Regions from separate parts of the Mus musculus genome. Here region 1 is linked to region 2. The links are chromatin contacts, called in public Hi-C maps. All regions are on one chromosome and are shown on one strand. The core of a region is the stretch at or near the end of the contact, and the rest is flanking DNA. Distances in the headings are between cores, read along the strand shown. Region 1 overlaps Cpeb4 (cytoplasmic polyadenylation element binding protein 4). Region 2 holds the start of D630024D03Rik (RIKEN cDNA D630024D03 gene).

What was found. A called contact is a pair of places that touch in the nucleus more often than the background predicts.
Region 1: a contact with region 2 is called in a Hi-C map of liver, with 3 times the contacts expected there. The contact joins the enhancer-like site here to the promoter of D630024D03Rik in region 2. A contact is called at or near these places in 1 of 39 promoter capture datasets (the SN4741 cell line), 1 of 15 datasets of contacts at CTCF or cohesin (the G1E-ER4 cell line), 3 of 484 Hi-C or Micro-C datasets (liver and uterus) and 3 of 115 datasets of contacts at active chromatin or transcription factors (CD8 T cells, bone marrow-derived macrophages and liver).

Annotation. Positions count from the first base shown.
Region 1 is chr11:31,905,770-31,912,870 of GRCm38.p6, forward strand. It overlaps Cpeb4 (cytoplasmic polyadenylation element binding protein 4), which reads left to right. Exons shown (of 10, transcript NM_026252.4): 3 at 3,056-3,106. Among named protein-coding and RNA genes, the nearest start is that of Cpeb4, 38 kb to the left of the region's middle. Within about 2 kb of position 2,127, at least 38 of the 459 cell types and tissues checked have an H3K27ac peak or open chromatin away from gene starts, as enhancers often do. A contact at or near this core is called in liver, where this site is marked.
Region 2 is chr11:31,820,557-31,826,719 of GRCm38.p6, forward strand. D630024D03Rik (RIKEN cDNA D630024D03 gene) reads right to left here and starts at 3,991. Exons shown (of 4, transcript NR_102314.1): 1 at 3,737-3,991.

The sequences.
Region 1 (7,101 bases), core at 877-3,376, 83 kb after region 2:
TATAGATAGAAGATATAGATATAGAAGAACCATAAATCCACAGTAAATGAAGGAAGCCAGTCTGATAAGGCTTGGTTCGCTGGTTTCAGCCAATTGATATTCTAGTAAAGGGAAAGCTATAAAACTAGCAAAAAAGATCTGAAGTTTAGGTGATAGGACAGAATGAATAGGCAGAACAGAGAAATCTTAGGATAGTGAAACTACTGTGATTCAGTATCAATAGGTGTATGTGGTTGCATATTGTTATACATTTCTCTGAACAGTAAGAATGAAAGTAATGTGATCTGTGATTTTTTTTTTTGGTATTAATAAAATGCTTATTTAGATTCATCACTTAAAACAAATGTACGACTCTGGAACTAACTTTTGCTATGAATTAAAAAAAAAAAAAAGAACTGTTTAGATAGGAAGATAGGTACCAAGACACATTAACATGATAGCCAGTCTTTGGCTAGGAGCATGCAATGAATCCCACTGTGGATCTATGGGATGGGCGAGTCAGGATCTTAGTCACTGAATAGGAAAGGGAAGACAATGAGCAGTATTGGCATCCAGAGGGCAAAGAAGACAGAAGGCACAAAAAGACACTAGGGGTAGCTTGTAGAAGGTTCAGGTCCTCCATAGTATGATGGCACTTTAGGAGAATTTCCAGAGAAGGAGAGATAGTACCCATAATTATGAATGACTTTTTAGATTTGTTATATATTTATTATAGAAAGAATTTACAGAATTGGAAAATACTGTGAAACTTTTTTTAAAAAAATCTTTTAATGTCACTGCTGATTCTTTAAAAGTAGAGGGAGAATTCTTGATTGTTTTAGTAGGATATCACATGCATAGTATATGGGCCTCTCAGGATCAAAGCAGATGCTCTCCTAGCAGTAAACCTTATCAGAAGGCAAGTTAAAGCTGTTAAAGGCTCACAGGCAGTGTTCCAGCTGGGACTATGCTGACAGTGGCAAAAAGTGTCATGTTGTATCTTGGGTGCAAAGTAGAAGGCTAAGGAGCAGATCAGCTGTGAAATGTCACTCACCTAAAAGTAGGCACATACCTGAGCTGAGCCAAATTTTTGTGTCTGTGAAGTCAAAATATTTCTCTGTCCTCCAAAAATACCCAGAAGACATGTTTCTGGTAAATTTGAACTTTGTTCAACTGGGCCAGGCAGTATGGTAATCTGTCACTTGGATTCCCATTGTTGTTTGTAGCCTTTCTTAGCCCAAAATAAGAGACGTTCTGGTTCATGTGGAACAACCCCAGCTTTGACTACAGTGTCAGCTCCAAAGAAATTAGAGCATGTCCTCAGAATTACAAAGACAACTCTTCTCAGCTCTTAATTTTAATCAATATAAATGCTTTTATTTATGTGTTGTCTTCTTAGTTCATATTTTTAAAAAATGTTTGATGATGAAAGAAAGTGGTTTTAATAGCTCCTGTTAACTCATTTCCTTAGAGGATTACATAGCAACAAAATCTAGACATGTTTCATTAAAGAAAACAGGTGAGGTTTAATGGTTCATGTCATGCTCCTGTTTCACGCATCTCAGATCTTTTTTTTTTAAGTATGTTGTGACAGGAGTAGAATCCAAGCTGTAGTTAAATCAGCTCCAGTAGCATTTACCAGAGTTGAGTACTTGATCTGCACATCAACAGTAAAGAAACAAAACAATATTTAGTCAGAAATTGAAGTATCAAAATCAGGTTTCACTTTTTCCTTAGCTCCATTTCTCCACTCATTCCCTAAATAGCAACAAGCTTAAATCATAATGAGAGCAGCTAATTTTATCTTGGAAAGCCCCTTTATTTGATTTTAAATTGGTTGCAAAGTTTAACCAGTTGTGGTGTTGGATATAGGTTAGTTACAGATTCTTCTCTTTTTGTGACATGGGGCATTTCTGTGAGTTCCTTTCCAAGGCAAGAGTCTCACATTGAAACTTCCTTCTGAAGACTTGTTTGTCCATGGTGTTGGAGTGGTGGGACCACATTAGCTCTGGTTCCCAGAGTGTTCTCTGAATTGAGTAGAGACTTGCTGGCAGTTAGAGAAGGCTTGGCAGAGTCTCTGCCTCTTCTCTGCTTTTCCACAGCCCATAAGCCTCACTGCTCCGTGAGGCCAGAGCTCAGTGCTATTTCCTAAAGGGACCTTTGTACTTCAGAGTCAATTAGATATTGGCAGCTACTCCTGATCATTGTAGAGAGTTAGCAGCCAGGTTTTTCAGCCTTTGCTGAACATGCTGAGGGCTCTCCACCATTTTTTTGAAGATTGGTAAAAATGGGTACATGGGGTATGGAGGCTTAAAAACGTTGCCACAACAATATTTATTTTGTAACTTATTGTGTACACAATGGGTATTCAGTGAGGATTTGTGGTCTAGATAGCTCACTTTACATATAGAGGTACTTCAAAAAACAAAAATACAGTTTCTTAACGGCACAGAAATTCCCTGGCCTTCCCTGCCCGGGCGAGAAGTTCTTCCAGCACCTTGAGAGCTTTCACAGCTCTGTTTTGGGAATAGCTTGAATAGTGATTTTAGTTTCAAAATTTATGAACCATTTCAAACTTGGAAGTTAAGTGAATATTCACTTTGCATGGCCCAAAACCCAAATTCAAAGCCTCCTACACGCCTTTACCTGTGAAAGCCTTTTTCCTAAGGAAAAAGCCACATAGGAAAATTTGTGGTTAAGTGCATCCTTTAAAAAAAGTAACAACCAACACAAAATGAAAAATATTTCATACTTACAGGGCATACATATGGTGTAGAGGAGCATATTTTGGGTGGTGATTTGGAAACAACAATGACCTTACTACTTAGCTAGTTCTTATGTTTGAGTAACTAAATTTGAGAGACACTTTATCACCTTCAGACTTCCCCTTTGGTACATCGATGCTTGGCACATCCTCTGATTAGCTATGTTCCTTAGAACAACAAATTCATGTCCCATAATGGAGATTTGTAAATATTTTGCATATTAGAAGCCACCAACTCCGCTCTGTTATTGAATAAGTTTAAACTATCTATGAAAAAAAAATTAGTAACAAACGGCCTTCTTTTACCTTCAGGTCGTCTAAACTATTCATACCCAGGATCCGATAGTTCTCTGCTTATTAATGGTAAGTGATAATTGATTTACCTTAGTGAAGTGCACAGACCTGAAATGAGTATTAGGCTAAGAAAATATAGTATTTGTGCTTCAACAAGTGCAAAAGTGGCACTCATTTGCTCTGCAGTGACATTTATTGATTGCTGTTACTCACCTATTTTAACAATAACTTTTGTCCCTCAAAATTGTGATAGAAACTTTTCTCTAAAAATATTGTGAGCCACTTGATTCTCCATTCTGAAATTAATGAAGAGAGTGAGTGTAAATCCCATGACAGCCCACCATCATCAAATACTAGTTAGCTTCTGTAGAGCAAATGAAAAGAGAAGGTAACCAGAAACTTAGAACCTGAAAGAGGCAGCCCAAGAAACACAGTATTTTATGTTCCAAAGAGAAGGTCATGTATTATTTACCATCAAGGAGAGCATGAAGAAAGATGTATTAGCCTTTGTAGTTCTTCCATAGTCTCCTTCCCTGACCCAAACACTAGTAATGTGCCCACAAATCCTGTTTATGTGTGCATGCCAGAAAAAAGCTAAAGGTCACAGGGAAGGCAACTACTCACAGAATTAAAGAACTTTAAAGTGCATAGATATTTTTGGTATCACAGTTTAGAATAAATAGATAGAATATAGAAATCTTTTTTTCTTTTTATTTGCTAATTGTGTGTGTGTGTGTGTGTGTGTGTGTGTGTGTGTGTGTGTGTGTGTGTGTGTAGTTAAGATTTATTATGTGTATTTGTCTGGATATATGTCTCATGTGTGTGGGTTCCTGTGGAAGCTAGAAAAGGCATTGGATTCTTTGGAGCTGAAGTTATAGGCTGTTGTGAGCTGCTGTGTAGGTTCTGGGAACTGAACTCAGGTCCTCTGAAAGAGCAGGAATCACCCTTAACCACTGAGCCATAGTTCCAGTTCCTGAGGTTTTTTTCCCCCAAATTTCTGATAATTCAAATCTCTGTTAATATCTCTGTCCAAGAATTATTTTTGCTGTATTCTCATCATTCATCAAGCAAACAGAAACAACAAAAAATACCTTGTCTGATTCACATGGTAACGAGTGGTTGAAAATAATTATTATAATTGGATCTCCTTTTGGTTACTACTTGAAAATGGTAACCTATGTAGAATATAGGTTTCTTAGCCACCCCCAAAAAATCAGCAAGAGAACAGATGAGTGAGAGGTGCCAAGCCCCACAACATTTCTGGAAGCTATGTAGTGCATTAAAACTTCACTCTTTGATCAAAGTCAGGTCTCCTTATGCTCAGTGCCAGAAATTTATCATCATTGTTACTGTCATCAAGATTTTCATCATCATCTATAAAATAATGCTACTGTACTATTCTAGCAGGAACAATAATAATATACTCATAATATAATATAGCAGGCACAAAAGTATCTACATTAAAACCTACCAACCTACCACCTAATGGTGATGGCGTAAGGAGGACATCCCGTCGTCCACAGAGCAAGGTTTACCTTTTCCTATAAACTAGATCCAGACTCAAGTCCAAGTACTGGAAATTACAGTGAGTTGAGATTTGGGATATGACTGAATGATCCCAGGCAAAATATTCATCTTTTATTTGTGTTACTTCATGAAGTTGTTTAGTTGGATCAGTTGCCTCTGGGATTCATCTTTGTGAAGTGTGAAAAACTCTCTAGTAGCTTTTCCTTAAAGATCAACACATTTAAATTTTAAAAATTCTTTTGTTATACCTTTCTTTTTTCTATTAATATTTATTTTTTATGAATAGTTAATTTTCAGTGACTCTTATTTGGCAAAAGGGAAAATAATAAGGATAAGCTTTTCCCCCAAGTATTTATGTTTTGAAATTGTATTGGTTCATAGACAATAGAGGGAGCCTAGATACTTCCTTTTCATTGCTTTTTTTTTTTTTTTTTTTTTTTTTTTTTCCTATGACAGTTGAAGCATCTATAAATTTCTTTATTTCTTTTTTTTTTTCCATTTTTTATTAGGTATTTCGCTCATTTACATTTGCAATGCTATACCAAAAGTCCCCCATAGCCACCCACCCCCTCTCCCCTACCCACCCACTCCCCTTTTATGGCCCTGGCGTTCCCCTGTACTGGGGCATATAAAGTTTGCGTGTCCAATGGGCCTCTCTTTCCAGTGATGGCCGACTAGGCCATCTTTTGATGCATATGCAGCTAGAGTCAAGAGCTCCGGGGTACTGGTTAGTTCATTGCTTTTTATATAGAGCTTTTATTTATTATAAAAGTATACTGACTGGGGTTAGTATCATCTCAAACTGAAAGATATAAAGATGAAAAAATATATATTTATATACAAACAAACAAACAAACAAACTCTGGCTCCTTAAGCCAGACCCAAGCATGTGAGGTCATGATTGCCAGGGTCTCAGGTATAGTATCCAGGTTCAGAGGGCCCAACAAACGAGGATTGGTCAAATGTGACCTAGTGTTAGTTTTCAGTAGGAAACCAGTAGGACCAGATGCTGATCTCTTCATTTGTAGCGAAGAATGAAACCTATGGTTAGACCAGATAGCAGAACTGCCAGACTCATTCATTCTCCAGTATTAAAGTCAAATATACTAGAAGATTGTTTAAGTGGGGCCAGGAGAGATAATTCATATAGTTAAAATATAAAGTAAAATATTTTTAAAAGCGGCTTAAATCAGAGGCTTTTAGAAAAGGACAGTGAGACTCCAGCACATTGATTTAGGTGTAGGCGTTGGCTATTCCTTCAGCCATGTTTATGAAACACTCTTGTGAATAACACTCTTAGGTTAGGTTTTGGATGGATTTATTTTGGAAATCTGACATGTGGAAGTAAATGTGCTTAATGAAGAAAAATTCAGAATTACAGAAACCTCCCTTCTCGCAGGGTTGAAGATTAAATAAATATAGTTAAATCACTTATCATCATACCAAACACATATGAAGTCAAACTAAAATCATTCATTTTTAAGCTAAGAATAATAACACTAAAATTTTACAAAAGGGAGCAACAACAACAAGGGATTTAAAATGAGTCTATAAACTCAGCCTGGGGTAAACACGAGTTTTTGGTTTTTTGTTTGTTTGTTTGCTATTGAGATAAATAACACAAAACACTACTTTTTTTGAACATCACTGTTTTAATAACATGAACTACAAGTACAAACCATTGTACAAGTATACTTTCTACTACACAGAGATGGAATAACATGCATGTGTTTTTACCAGAATCTATATCACCAAGTACTTTTACCACAGTCAGTACCAATGACTTTCCAGAGATTATATCCATCCTATGTAAATTTTATCATGAATAAAAAAAGCTTACAACTTTTTTCAAATAATGCAGATTTATATTTATGTTACTATTCCTGTTCGAGATGCCTTAGAAAACTGTTACATAATATAAAATTAGCTTAGCTTACAGTTTTGAATGGGTAGTACTCTCTCACATTGATCAAGTCTCCCTTATACTGTCATTGCAGGCACAGTATACTTACTTGGGATCAAAATGTTATGTATGTCAATAGCCCTCATACTGTGTAGGAAAGCAAATAACAATTTTCTGAAAAGTTCAAAGTATTATAAAAGCTACTGGTTAGGCAGAAATGCATGAAAACCCATTTACAGAACAAAACAGCAACAAAAGATGGTAATGTCTTTTAAGTACTAAAGAAGAACAAGCTTACAAATATTAGAACTGTCTGTCTTTCCTGCCTCTAAAAGATTTGCCACATCAAGTGAGAGTAACATCAATCACTAAAGAAAAAGAAAACTGCTCTGGTGCCCAGCATTCAGCAGCTTCCATAGCATTTCTCACGATTCTTGGCCATTTCAGTTAGGAGTTGTCTTATAACAGATAAAATAAAACAAAAGCAGCATTACATTTTAGGGAAATATGAAAAAATACTCTTAATTTCATAAAATATTTGAAAGTAACTCTTTTCATAAATAAATAAAACGGTGTTTTTAAATTTTAATCTTGCTGTGAAAAAAATCAGTGAAAGTAAGACCAATCTTTAAAC
Region 2 (6,163 bases), core at 2,741-5,240:
AGAGACATTCAAACCACAGCATCCGTGGAAGTTCACCCCAGGATAGAGGGAGAGGGTCAACCTGGGGGAAGTCCTGAACTAGAGGAGGTGTGGGAAAAGGCTCTGCTCTTCTTGTGTGCCCCAACCCCCCACTTCATGGCTGTTGATCAGAGAAGATGGCAGCGGGATGACAAGGCCAACCAGCCACACAGGATCTGGCTTTTCCAGCTCTAGGGGTGGGGACTCTGGAAGGGGGTATGGCAGAAGCATCAGGGAGGGGTTGAGAACATGGCCCTGGCAGGGCAGAAAGGGAACCTGGTGCCAGCTGCCCACAACCATGGTGCAGGGACTACAGTACAGTGTTTGCTGGAGGAAGAAGCTAATGAGGGCAATGGTGCACAGCGTGAGAGATATCTGCAGTTCCTTGGGCTTCAGCGTGGGACACCGAGTGCCTGAGAAAGGCTAGTGTGAATAGATTTGAGAACTGTGGAGTTCAGCAATGGGTGGCCACACTGCACCAAAGCCAGATGACACCAAGCATCCTTGGGCAGACCCCATCTGGGTACCAGACTAGACCAGGCAGTCCACGATGTGAAGAGTGTAGCAGGATCATCACCTCGGTTTCTATCTGTCTTAAACACCAGCTGCTACCGTACGCTACCCATGTCTGTTTACCTACAACAAGGAAATGATGGAATTTGGGTACTTTATAAAGAAGAGAGGTTCATGTAGTTCACAGGGTACAGACTGAAAGACTGAATGGCAAGGCTCTGACAGCAGCCTCTCTGGCTATGTCCCATCTTTGTGACAGCCATGAAACCCACATGACAGACAGGAAGACAGCACAGGAAGGGACAAGTCATGCTCACAAGAACTATTAAAACACCACAGAATTACCCTGCTTCCTTCTGACACGACCCCCCCACCCACCACCTCTGCCTCTTAATGTCCTCATTCTGGGAACTGGGCTTTTAATGTAAGAACCCTTGGGGTACAGTCTGATCACACCTAAACCATAGCAATGTTTGCATCACAGAGGGGAAAGGATATGAAGTCCCTGGGGACTTGGGAAGGAGGGAGGAAGTTAACAGAGGTGGGAAAGGGGTGACTTAGGAGAAAGCAAGACTGTGGGCAGCGCATGTACAGGGGAGTGGTTCCTCTTCCTCTGCTCCCCCAACCCCCACATCGTCAGTTAAAGCCACTCTGCTCATGAACATGCTTTGTGAAAAATAAAGCTCAGATCCAGTCCTGAACTGCTGTGGGGCGCAACCACATGGCTGCTGGGAACCCTGAGGTAGTTAGTGTCCTATAGAGCCCACCAAGGGCTGTGTCACACGGTTACTCTTTTCTGGACACTCCCATCCCTCTGTGTTAGTGTCCTGAAGCAACCATGGCAGGACCCCAGCAAGAGACCGCCTCCATCCACCTCTCTCTTGGCCCACTTTGGAGCCAGCGTTATTAAGCAGGCCGTTTGATTTCACAACCTTTTTCCTGTGGTCAGAGTGGCACAGAATAGCTAGGGTACTGAGTACCTGGGACCATTCTGCTGTGTGGACAAGGAAATAGCACAGCAGCATCCTGCACAGGTGTAGGCTAACTCGTGACAACACTAGAGGTGGTGCTTGTGGGTGGAATGTCCAGAGTTGGCTTTCTACTGTTGCCACAGCTGCTGTTCCCTAGCAACCGCGGCAGACCCAGGTTTGCTGGCGGATCTGTGAGTTGGAGGTAATTGCCTGCCACTGGTATTTCCTCCAGCAATCCCTTAAGGTGATGTGATACAGCTTTGACCAGTGGGGCTTAAAAGGAAGTGTGCCGAGAGCTTCCAGGGAAGTTTTTGTTTACCTCATTTTAAAAACTAACTGGGCCCTGCTCTGGTAACACGCCCACCTTCAACCTGCCTAGAACAGGTGCTACGAGGGCACTGAAGGCTTCGCTGTTTGCCAGGAACCTTACAAACCCAGGCAGCACTCTACCCACAAGCCTCATGCCCAGTCCAGCACTTCTTGCTTTTTATTCTGAGACAGGGCCTCGACGATCTGCTCTGGCTCCTCTTGCACTATAGCCCAGGTTGACCTTGAACATGCTATTCACAACCTTACCCTCCTGAGTAGCAATGGTTTGGTTACTCATGCCACTGGGCAGCTCTGGCTGGTATCATGTGACTCTGAGAGATAAATATGAGGAAAGAGGCCAAGGGAATTTGAGTCAGTGGCCTGACATTTGTAAGCCTCGGAAGCAAGGCTACCAGCTGCCCGCTCTAGACTCTGGCTATAAATGAGGTTACGCATCAGCTAACTGTAGCCAAAGCCATTCCTAACGGATCCAACACTGAGCTGTGCAAGGAGCGAGAGGCCCAAGTAGACCCCGAGGCTCCATGGTTAGAAGGCCCTGCAAAATCATATGCCACCCGTTTCCATTCCCCAAAAGTGTCCTGACATTATCATCCCTCAGAGATGACTCAGGGAATCACCCCCCTGTGCCTGTCAGAGCTCAGCTGATTCGAAGGAAATGAGACCACAGTAGTATTCAAACAAATATTGAGAATGTGGGTTCCATGGAAACCGACAATGAAGAAACAGCAATGGAGGAAAGGAGGCATTTGAACCACAATGCTGCAACCCTGAAAAATCCCAGCTCACCTCTGTCTACTAGCAGTTCCCGCCCACCTGTTTCCCAAGGATTCCAAGGGTCTCTGCTCACCTAATCTAGACTGACCCTGTCTCACTGCATCTCTCCCTGAGGCCCAAGGTGACTATTGCATGAGCTTCCTGCAAGTGACAATCATTTCTTAGTTACCTTGTTAGCCCTGGTGCCCAGATAGGGCGTGGCATGGTTTAGGAGTCCAGTCTGGAATGGAGGATACAATAAATGGATGCAGGAATCCTCCTGATAGCAGGAGCAGAGCTTTGGGTTTTCAAGACTGAGCTGTCAGCTTTCAGTAGAGCTGAAGATGAGTTGGAACTGCAAGGACGAACATGGGCGAACTACATGGGCGAACAGCTACCACTTGCATTCTAGAATCATACGGCCTTGTGTGGTTTTGAGACAGTCTTCCAGCTCTGTGGCTAGCCCCACTTGGGTACCTCTTCCAGAGTGTGGCTTTCGTGGAACCCATTGTCATTAGTGGGGGCTGCTGCTTGTACGGAATGGGGGTTGCAATATTCCTGCCTTTGTGCCTGAAGGCCACAGTCTTCTTTCTCTCCACCAAGGCTCGTCACACACTGCTGGCCTCACCCCAGCATCTGACCCAATTAATCTGGGATACGGCTAGGGAGAGTCATAGAGCAGATTATACTTGGTAAAAGGTGGGGAGGAGGAAAAGCAAAGAGAATTACAACAAAATCCCCAACTGAAATTCAACTACTTGGAGGTTCTAGCACAAAGCATACTAAGGCTTTATGCTACAGGTAAACAGGTCCAGAAAGCCCCCTTGTTTTCCACCCATCCCATGAGGACAGCTAAACACGGTATTGCTGAACAAAGCATTATCTAGCTTTAGCTTCAGAAAATGAGACCAAATTTTCCAACAAAATTGCCTTGATGAGGCTTCTGAATGCCCTTTCCTTAAGGTAGGAAAGTTTGAAAGAGAGATGGAAAACCGGACACCTGTTTTGTTACCCCAACTGGAAATAGGCTCAGCTATTTCCCCCAGGGTAGCATATGAATATTCTCACCTCCCACATTTGCTAAAACCCAAGAACTTTATTCTAGTTTTTAAAAAAATTATTACTATTATTTGAGTTTTTGAGATACTTACTGCGTAGCCCTGGGTAGCCTTGAACTCAGGGATCCCCCAGCCTCTGCCTCTGAGTGCTCAGCCCTCACAGCCTTGTTGTAAAGGTGCAGTACCCAGCACTGTAGTCAGAAAAGTGGCCAGACAAATGGAGCTAGCCCCTGAGAGTGAAAACACCAGTTTGCCAAACCCTAAACACAGAAACAAGTGGGGATTGGGGGAGTTTCTATCAGCCCGGCTCAAGAGCCAGGCTAACTCAGCAGCGAGGTCGCACTCCCTGCCCTGGAAAAATCAGAGCAGGGCACGTGACTGTGGGTAGCCAGGGAGACGGTTTTGAGCATTTTCCATTCGTGAACACAGATATGCCTCAAGCAGTACATGTGTCCCTCAAAATCTATGTTGAATCCCTGGCCTGGGTGTTCCACCCCTGATCTCCCGAGGGCAGAGGGTGAAGCCCTGCATAGCAGGTGAATATGGCACGTGGCTGCTCCATTCTCATAGTTTCACAATTTTCACATTTTGCTCAGTTTGCGTGAGATGTTCCAATGACAGATGACTAAGCCAAAAAACCGCTGTGGTTACCATGGCATCCTGCCATCCAACACAGCTGTGGAGCCACCCAGATTTGAAAGGAGTGTCCCGGGGGTCGGTCCCAGCTCTCAGATAGGTGTCTACAGAGGTCATCTGGCTCACTGTGCTGGGCGTGACTTGGCATCTGCTGAGCAAACACACGGCATCTTCCTGGGAGGCCACCTTGACACACTTTGGCCCAACCTGTTCTCCTGAAGCTGGGGTTTTGTAAGAGGCCAAATTCCAGGCTGGGGCAGAATAAACAAGAGTACATGGCTAATGATTGTTGAGTTTGCCTGGAACACAACTGACTGCACATTTCAGAGGAGACTTTCCGACCCCACCTGACCTATGCCTACTAAACAGTAGTGAAGCTATGAACAACCAGGGGCTTCCAGGTCCCCATGGTGTCTGCTGGTGATTTCTCTCTGTCCTTTGAAGAGTAATAGAGACATACCTGTTATCAATTTGGAGTTCTCTGTCTTAATCTGCTTAACAAGTAAATAATATTTTTCTGCTTAAAACCTTACACCCATCTATCACTTCACAGTCTTCAAAAAGATTCCCAATTCTACCCTGGTTTCAGTTTTGGGAGAGTGGGAATGGTAGTCCAAGCTCAGAGAGGGCCCAAGGACACACAGCCAGGAGATGTCTGGGTCAGAAGTTGAGATTTTTTTTACAAGCAAGTCAGGCAAAAACAGTGCTTATATTTGGTCTTTTGGCTTGGGAGATAAACTTCCTCTCTTGGTAGAGATGCTGGGTCTAGAGTTGGAGGGTATGGGAGGGAACCAATGTATTTCCACCTCGGAGGTAGCTCAGAATATTGCCTCCACCTTCTGTTTAAATATAGCCACAGCCCTCCAATTGCAGTATCTATTTACCCTCTTTGGGGTTCTGGAGACCTCATACTTCTTAAGCATACACGCACCAGTGAGCCCCATGCTCAGCCCCCCGAGAAGTCAGAGAAAGCAGCCAGCGGTTAGACAGTTGTTTCTGGCCTGCTACCATCCTGCTGTCTAGATCTGAGCTTTCTAACCACTTACGACTTTGCACTTGAGAGTCTTCAAAACACACACACACACACACACACACACACACACACACACACACACACTCATGTACACATAAACACATATTTTAGGTTTGTTTTTTTATGTGTATGAGCGTTTTGTATGCATGTATGCATACTGTTTGTATGCCTGGTGTCCTCAGAAGCCAGCAGGAGTCAGATATCCTGAAACTGGAGTTATGAATGGCTTTGAATTATCATGTGACTGCTGGGAATTGAAACTGGGGCCCCTGGAAGAACAGCAAATGATCTGAACCACTGAGCCATCCCTTTAGCCCCTGTACTTGAAAAACCCTAGGTATATAAATTAGGTTAAAAATCAAGCATTTACTGATAGTAAATCATAACTTAATTTATTTTAAAATAATTCTTACCAGTTATACACAAATAATTATACTGTTGCTTAAAGATGTCTCGAAAAACAAAAACAAAAACAAAAAGATTTGCTTGTGTATTCTTACACAGAAAATTACTTCTTGGCTGGAGTGCTGATGTCAAGGTACACAGAGAACCTTCAGTATTGTTCAGAGTTGGTCAATATTTTGATTTTATAGTCGTGAATGATGAGAACGCCAATCCACATAAGTTGGTAATAAAACAAGGCAGAACAATGTTTAGGGCCATTTCACAGCTTGCTGGGAATTCTGGCCTAATCCCAATACAAAATTCATTGAATACTTTTAAAACATGAAACTCAAATGTGACGTTAATTTAACCCAAACAGCAAACTTTATAATCAAACTCCGTATCACAGCATAAACCAGAGCTGTTCTGATTGGCTGCGTGAAAGCCAACGCTGTTCTGATTGGCTG